Linked DNA regions of Mus musculus: region 2 is linked to region 1. The links are chromatin contacts, called in public promoter capture Hi-C maps. All regions are on one chromosome and are shown on one strand. The core of a region is the stretch at or near the end of the contact, and the rest is flanking DNA. Distances in the headings are between cores, read along the strand shown.

Region 1 (4,191 bases), core at 795-3,294:
ACTTAGCTAGGCTTCTTTGAGAAGGATTATAAAGTACTTGGAATACACATCTGGTGCACAGTAAATGCCCCATATGAATACCCCCATTTGATAAGTAATCTTTTATTTCTTTTTATATTTTCTCATCTCAATGGTCCACTTTCCACCTTCTGGCTACTCATTTCTACCCACTTCAGGTGGCAGGAAAGCATCACTGAGCTAACATGGACCACAGCTAGTGATCTTGGCTCAGAGGTAGCTCTCACACTCTTCCAGCCCCTTCTCCATGTCTCCCTGGACTTCCATGGTGCTTTGTTTGCCCTTCCTCCTGTGACCACTCTAGTGTGTTGTTCTCAGTTGGGACTGTTTCCAGTGCTTGGAGTAGACCCTGATTTGTTTTGCAATATGGTTTCCTAAAAGACCTTCCAGGGCTATTGGCTGTTCTCTTTGGTAAGACCATTTTTGAATCATTATTTATTTCTGACCACACACTTGAGTGGAGATGTTGACAAAGTGTCTGTACTCAGTGGCAACAGTTGGTGAATGAGAGAATAGAATCACGTTCTGAGAGGGATGCTCTGAGATACTGATGCCCTGAAGCCACACAGGAGAACATATGATCCATGACCATGATCAAGAATGCCAATGCCCTTCAGCATCAGGACAGATGGTCAGTCTGGCTTTGTATAGAGCCAAACAAAGGAGGACCAAGACAGGGACGAAGCTGTAGGGAGTTAGGGAAGAACTGTATGTGCCACAAGAATGGAGCTCGCAGGCTAGCCTGGCTGGGATGACCATGTTAAGAACTGCCAGGAGAATATTCTTGACTCCAGAATGGTCCCTGTTCTTTACTTGACCATTAAGCAAACCTCAGTCCTTTATCTAGGGATTTGAGAGTCTCCACATCATGCACCTGTACATTTCAGACCCCCCCCCAGTTCCCATGGTCTCTACTTAGCAGTATTTGTAGCCCATTTATTCTTCCCAGCCAGAACTTGTACCTTGGTATCTGAATCTCTGAACTCTGCTTTTTCACGTATGCAATTCCTTTCCATCTCCCCTCATTTACTTATTCATTCCCTCAGTACAAGTCCCAGCCCCCCCTGGTGATGTGAAGGCCTTAATCCCTCCTCCAACTCCTTGCAGCTCCTTTCTGTTCCCTCTCTCATCTAGGTGTGTCTGTGGTCCTTCTCCTACAATGACAGGCTCCTGAGTCTAAGGTGTGCCTCTTAATCACCTTCTCATACAACATACAGTTCATACCAATATCTCTTGGGGACTGAGGAACAAATTATCTTCTTAGTAGCATTTGGCTCTTAACATGTTGGCTTGACCATATTTCAAATTTTTATTAATATACCCATTAAAGATATCACCCCTTTACGTCCATCCATATATTGTGCTTCTAGACCAGACACTATGCTAAGAGCTACAAAACAACCACCTATGCCACCCTCAGTACAGCCCAGTAAGGAAGGCTCTATTGCTTTCCATTTTCCAGATTCATCACCCAGACACTGCAAAGTTGAAGTGTCTTTCCCAAAGTCATGGGGATCAGAAGAGCTGAACTAGACTCTAGCCTTGTGCCCTGGCTCCTGACTCAATGCTGTTAAAACTCTGCTGAGCCTCTTTTTATGTCTACCCAGAGATAGAGTAAGATCTGGGAGATAGCTAGGGCCTCTCATGCTAGCTCAATGACTTCTTAGCACCTGCAGCTGCAGTATCACCATGGTTTTCTTTCCCTGGATCTCTGTGATGGGAGGAGCTTGCTGGGTTCCTTTGCTCCAAGCCCATTTTGAAATCATGCTGGTGATCTCTGATACAGAATGGAACCTGGCCTCTCTTCTCTTCATACGCATTTACACTCCCATTTGCCCTGGCTTAGGAGCTTCAAAAGAGCTCCAAGTGTTTGTGTTTTGGAAGAACTTACCCAAAGCCATGCAAGTGTTGAGGGAAGCCAGGGCCAGAGCAAAGAGCCACATGCTGGAAGGCCAGTTGCTTTGGGGCCCTGTGACGAGATCTTGGTGCTCTTCTGAAGGGCTTTGTATAACCTGTCTTAGATGGTGAGGCCTTGTTACCACATCCATCCATGTGTGGTCCAGTGGCCTAATCATGAGATGACAAGGTGCTCTGCCTGCTCCACAGAGCTCCCAGGAGTCTGATGGCAACCCAAGCCATACATAGCCTTAGTTCAAGCTCTTATAATTGGTTCCAGACTCAACTATCAGATTACATATGATCTCAAACAACAACATCTTACATAAGCTCTTTCCCGTGGCACTCTAACCTCCGTCCACCTTGAGCTTCCCAAAGGCATGCACAGCAAATGGCATCTTCAGGCAGGGCTAAGCTTTGGTCTGAGACCCTCAGAAAGGGCTGGAAATTTTAGAGCAATGCTCAGCTCCACAGCTGCTGTCTGGGGAGTTTAGAACATATCTACAACTTCCCTCAGATAGTGGCTCAGAAATTCTGTGTTCTCAAGTCTGCAAGTGAAGTTAAATTGTGAGTAGTTCTCTTTCTGATGCTTAAAGTAGGTTCCCAATGCTCCTACCAAGTGGCCAAGCCATCTGCCATCCACCTCTAGACTCGGAGAGCTCACTACTTTTAAATATGTTTGGGAGAAAAATTTCTGTGCTAAATCAACTCCATCTCTCCACAGTATCCATCATTTATTGGACGTTTGCCAAAATGTATTTTTCTCCACAGTAAAATAAAATGCCAAGATTTGAAATTAGAAACTCGTGGGAGTTGAGTCACTGATGTTTGTGAAACACATCTTCTCACCTTTCCCTACTTCTACATATTCCCGAGAAATCAGGGAACCCACTTGATGATACTGGTTTCTAATTTTTGTTTTAAGGCAGGGTTTCATCCATAGCTGGCCTTGATCTTCTGATTCTCCTGTTTCTACTTCCTAGGTACTGAGATTACAAACTCATACCACCATACTGAGATTACAAACTCATACCACCATACTGAGGTTTTGTTCCTAATCTGTTTTTGTGTTAAGGCCTCTAGTCTTGTCTGGATCTGCACCATCTCAGCCACACCAGCAGCCTCCCTGGATCTGTGAAGAAAAATATGTTCCTTTGTTCCTGTGCTTCCCTCTGCTGGACACTGGGAAATACTAAGGTCAATGGGACTTTATGGTGTTAGTTCTGGTTGATATCATGGAACAAGTGTGTGTGGGGGAGCTTTTTCAGAAAACAAAATTAAATAAAATTCTACTGTGGTGGAAAATAGAACAAGTTGTTGCTTAATGAACTGAAGAAGCCTGTTAGGGACATGTGTCTGCAGGATTTAGGAGTGACTGAAAGGGCCTGGCCTTGGACTCACCTTATCTCCTGAAAATGTGGGGACACCTTAAATCATATTGAAAGATGAAGGTAACATTTTAAAAGTTGTTAGTCCCAGAAGTAACTGGAAACAGCAGGACCCAGGCACCCAGGAAGTCCACCCGACCATTAGCACAGGTTGCTTCTGGTTTTTAGCCAGTGCCCTAAGCAGACCTTGGGCACAAACTCCACAGCCAGTCCCACAACACCCAGAGGAAGCTCTACTCCCAGGTGCTATAACATGTTCAGGAACACAGGATCACAGGATCAGAGGCTCCTAGGAACTTGATTACACCAGGATCTCAGGGTCCCAGAGGCAGCTTGACTCCCAGGAGCTCTGACACACCCAGGATCTCAGGATCCCAGGATCCCAGAATTATAGGATCCCAAAGACAACTGAACTTTGAGGAGTTCTGACACAACCAGGATCACAGGAAGGACAGGCTCCAGTCAGATATAGCCAGGCAGGTAGCACTAGAGATAACCAGATGGCAGGAGGCAAGCATAAGAACATAAGCAACAGAAACCAAGGTTTCTTGGCATCACCAGAACCCAATTCTCCCACCATAGCAAGTCCTGGATACACCATCACAGTGGAAAAGCAAGATTCGGATCTAAAAATCATTTCTCATAATGATGATAGAGGACATTAAGAAGGACATAAATAACTCCCTTAAAGAAATACAGGAGAACACAGGTAAACAGCTAAAAGTCTCTAAAGAGGAAACCCAAAAATTCCTTAAAGAATTACAGGAAATCACAATCAAACAGGTGAAGGAAACAAACAAAACCATCCAAGATCTAAAAATGGAAATAGAAACAATATATAAATCACAAAGAGAGACAACCCTGGAGTTAGAAAACCTAGGAAAGAGAT
Region 2 (4,572 bases), core at 1,449-3,948, 48 kb after region 1:
CTTCTCAGCAGCTCATGAGACTTCCTCTATAATAGATAATACGATACCCAGAGCAGACCTTAACAAATGAGAAAAAAAAAAAACTGACGCATTTTTTTTGTTTTATATCTGACAATGAAACGAACCTAGAAATCAACAGCAAAAGAATCTAGAGAAGAGACATAAACTCGTGAATATTGAACAACACACCTTTAGATGACAAGGAATCGTTAACAAAGTTAACATGGAAAGTTGACATTTCTTGAAAACTCAGCACAGCTAAACTTCATGGTCGTGATGAAGGCGGTCCTAATGAGGGTCAAGGGAAGAAAAGGACAATTTCCAGTGCACTTTTATATGGCTGGGAGCTTTCTGAATCTTGAGTAAGAGGAGGAAAGCCCTAGGTTTCCTCATTAGTTTTTTTGTTTGTTTGTTTTGTATTGTTTTGTTTTGGTTTTTTTTTTTCCACACTTGGGGAAGAAGGGAAAAGGAAAAGTTAAGGGCTCCATATAAAACTCTGAGTCAGTCAGAGGAATATCATTCCATCTCCTTCTGGAGCGGCTTCTTTCAGCTTTGGCTTCTTGCCTTTGTGTTCCTCACCAGATCTATCCAGCAACTGGCATCAGGGACCTCAGAAGCCGCTCACACTGCACAGCTCCTCCCCAAGGGTTTGCTTTTTCCTCAAAACACCTTTAACTCTTTCTCCACCCTCGCTTGGCCTGGTCCATCTCAACCATCCCTCCTTAGTCTTAGTGCTCAGTGAGGTTCCACACTGGGATACTGGGGGCAATGGCATGGATCTGATATACAGATAAGTGCTTATCTTTCCAAACAGTTAGGTAAGAGTATCCTAGCATAGCCTTGTCTAGGAATTTTAGTGGCAACAGTGCTCCTGGCCCCAGAAAGGTAAGCTGTTCCCTTCATCCTTTTATACCTCCATATGTCTCATCTTTTTTTAAATTTAAATTTATTGGATGTTTTATGTATTTTATTTCAACTGTTATCCTCCTTCCTGGTTTCCCCTCAAGAACCACCCTATCCCATCCCCCCTGCCCCTGATTCTGTGAGGGTGCACCCCCTCCCCCCTTCCCACTCCTACCCCACTGCCCTGGCATTCCCTTACACCGGGGAACGGAGTTTCACAGAACCAGGGGCCTCTCCTATGATTTTCTGGCCATACCACACCACTCCTTACTTTATTTTTTTCTTCCATCCCTTAACTATCCCAGCAAAATCTTTCAACCAGTATACAATTATAATGTACACTCATAACCAAGCAACTTGTTGTAGATTAACAAAGCTCTCCTCCTACTGATGCCAGACAATGCCATCTTTTGCTACATATGTGACTGGAGCCATGGGTCCCACCATGTGTACTCTTAGGTTGGTGGTTTGGTCCCTGGGAACTCTGGGGAGTCTGGTTGGTTGATATTGTTGTTCTTCCTATGGAGTGGCAAACTCCTTCAGCTCCTTTAGTCCTTCCTCTAACTCTTCCATTGGGAACCCCGTGCTAAGTCCAATGTTTGACTGCTAGCATCCACCTCTGTATTTGTCAGGCTCTAGCAGAGCTTCTAAGGAGCTGGTATATCAGGTTCTTGTCAGCAAGCACTTTTTGGCATCCTCAATAGTGTCTGGAATTGGTGTCTGTATATGGGATGGATTCCCAGGTGGGGCAGTCTCTGGATGGCTGTTCCTTCAGTGTCTCCTCCACACTTTGGGAACAAACGTTTCTATGCTAAGTCCATTTGATCTCTCCACAGTATTCATCATTTATCAGACATTTGCCAAAATGTAGTTTTCTCCATAGTAAAATAAAATGCAAAGATTTGAAATTAGAAACTTGTGGATCTTCAGTCTCAGATGCTTGTGAAGCACATATTCTACATATTCTGGAGAAAACAGCCAACCCATTTGATGATACTGGTTTCTAATATTTGTTTTGAGTCAGGGTTTCAGGCATGGCTGGCCTTGAACTTCTGATTCTCCCATCTCTGCATCCTAGGTGCTGAGATGACAAACATGTACCACCACACTGAGGTTTTGCTTCTAATGTGTCTTTGTGTTAAGGCTTCTAGTCTTGTCTGGATCTATACCATCTCAGCCATATACCAGCAGCCTCTTTGGTGCTGTGAAGGAAACCATGTTCTTTTATTCCTATGCTGCCCTCTGCTGGACACTGGGAAATACTCAGGTCAATAAGACTGGTGTTGGCTCTGGTTGCTGTCATGGAACAAGAGAAAAGGATCAATGCTGGTTGTTGGTAGGGCAAGCTTTCTCAGAAAAAAATAAAATAAAATTCTACTGTGGTGGAAAATAGAACAAGTTGCTGCTTGATAAGCTGAGGAAGCCTGTTAGGGACATATGCTTGCAGGATTTAGGAGTGGTTGAAAGAGCCTGGCCTTGGAAACACCCTATTTTGTGAAAATGTGGGGATGCCCTAATCAACATTGAAAGATGAAGGTATCATGTTAAAAGTTGTTAGTTAAAGTGCATATTCAGTGTCAAGGACATTAACAAAATGATTTGGAGAACTTTTTAGAAAATTAGGCTGTATGTACACTACTCTGCTCATACAGTGATCTTCTACAAGAAGTTTGGATCAGATTGTCAAAGTAAATAGATGTCCAGGTGCCATTCATGTACATACATAACTCACCCTCTTCTGTTCTAGGGATCTCTGACCATGCTATACCACCTCCCATTTGTCCCATGGACTGCCTTATTCTTCCGTTGCTCCACACTGCCAGTGGTTGACCTCTGGCCTCTCTTCTCTCTCCCTTCCATGTCAATCCTGAGAACTTCTGAAAATCACAACAACACTCAACTTTATCTTGGGATGTGTCTGTGTGTGTGTTTATGGGGGAGGTAACAAACATGTCATGCAAAGCCTGTATGATTATGGTTATGTGTACCCACACTGAAGACTTTCATGTTTTATTGGAGAATGGACCCTATTTTTACCCTGTAATGCTGTTTCTTGCAGTATCTGTTAACATGATATTCACATAGCCACCACATGTTCTTTCAGTATCTGTTTGGTATACTTGTCTCCTGCCTTTGGATTATCTCTCTCTCTTTTCCACTGTGTGTGTCTCTACTGGGAATGTATACTAACCACACCTCCCCTCCCTTAAAGAAATTGCACAGTCTTCTTACATGCAGCGTGGCAGTCTTAGCCACAGTGTGGTGGACAGGACAAAACTTTCAATCAGAAAGGAAAGGCCAGTGGCTTAGGACTTTTGTTGTTGGGACTAAAGCCAGGGTGAGCTTGTGAGGCTTGGATCTTACACTGGCACCAGGACAGGAAGTGCCCAGGCTTTCTAATCAGCTTTTCCAGATATGGAGATAGAGGTCGCAAAGTGGAGTCAGGCACTGTGTTACTCAGCACATAATTGGGTTTGGGCTTTAAAATCCAGTCTCGAGACCATTGTTAACTAATATGTTTAAGGCTATTTTATTTAGCAAAGTTATTAACAAGGTGAATTCCATTCACTACTTTCCCAAACGTTCATTTATTTCTTCTGCCATTTTCCAAGTTAGCTTTCTTTGAAAGCGAGAATCATTTATCTCCAGCAATCAATTACTATGAAACCTCTTTTTAAAAAAATTTAATGCCTGGCACTGCAAAAAAAAAAAAAAACGTTTAGGAGTTGTGCTTGGTATGCAATATTCAAATCTTTCCATATTATACATTGCATTTTGAAGCAGAGTTGTATAAATTACAGGAAGCTGAAAAATTGCTCATTACTGTAACTTATTCTCTTCCATCTTTGTCCTTTTTTTCCAGGTCCTTCCACTCTGTTCACCTGACCCTCCCAGAGGGTCTCTTTCCATACTTTTACTTTCCACTACAAGTAGACTTCAGTTAGATGTTACCTTGCATCTGCTGATGAAATGGCAGGTTCTGGGATCTGTCTTTGTAGCTCTGATCTAGTCCTAACCTTAGTGAGACCTCGTGTCCCCAGTCTTGGAATTGGGATCCTCTCAGTAATCCTGCCTCTCTCAGGTACCAAAAGATCCCTAGTGCCTTCACCCAGGACTGGGTCTTGCACTCGACTTAGGGAAACATTAAAGCTCTGCTTGCCTGGCCTCAGTGGGTCTTCAAAAGAGCTCTGGGAAGAGAGGCTCCCATACTATTTTTGCAGAGGTAGTGGGGTTTTGTTTTTTCACATAAATAAGTTTGTGCATTATTGTGTATTTGGACCTTCAGAGACAGGTGCCATGGACTGGTCTCAGTCAGCCCCCCTCAATCTGCTGGAGAAATCAGGGTTCCGGACAGGTGGGCAGGAGTTGTTGAGAAACGACAAACAAATACAGACACAAGGGAGTGTGCTGTATTTGAACGTAATTTGTCAAATTGAGCACCAGAGTTTTAATACAGAAGAAAATAGGGAAGTTAGGTGACACATCAGCAAGGTACAATGAGGTTACCTGATGCTTAATAACTCTTACACAAAACAGAGAAATGCAAACACAAAGACTGGCAGGAACTGGGCAATAAAACATCTGAGACAAAGTCAGCTCTGTTTAAGGTTAGCTATATTCTTAGAAGCCAGGGTGAGATCTTTACACTCCGGGCCAAGGGCTTTCATG

What was found. Promoter capture Hi-C pulls out the DNA fragments that hold promoters and counts their contacts.
Region 2: a promoter capture Hi-C map of liver shows a contact between it and region 1, with 4 times the contacts expected there. The contact joins the enhancer-like site here to the promoter of Ces1a in region 1. A contact is called at or near these places in 11 of 39 promoter capture datasets (the 3T3-L1 cell line, 3T3-L1-derived adipocytes, the HPC-7 cell line and 3 more), 2 of 15 datasets of contacts at CTCF or cohesin (embryonic stem cells and stem cell-derived epiblast-like cells), 129 of 484 Hi-C or Micro-C datasets (the 3T3-L1 cell line, the 63-12 cell line, the AML12 cell line and 57 more), 14 of 115 datasets of contacts at active chromatin or transcription factors (astrocytes, cardiomyocytes, embryonic basal ganglia and 6 more) and 4 of 9 other capture datasets (adipose tissue, embryonic tail, liver and 1 more).

Annotation. Positions count from the first base shown.
Region 1 is chr8:93,046,148-93,050,338 of GRCm38.p6, forward strand. Ces1a (carboxylesterase 1A) reads right to left here and starts at 2,045. Exons shown (of 14, transcript NM_001013764.2): 1 at 1,910-2,045. The coding sequence starts at 1,961.
Region 2 is chr8:93,093,428-93,097,999 of GRCm38.p6, forward strand. No RefSeq gene overlaps it. Among named protein-coding and RNA genes, the nearest start is that of Ces1b, 16 kb to the left of the region's middle. Within about 2 kb of position 2,699, at least 3 of the 459 cell types and tissues checked have an H3K27ac peak or open chromatin away from gene starts, as enhancers often do. A contact at or near this core is called in the N1E-115 cell line, hepatocytes and liver, where this site is marked.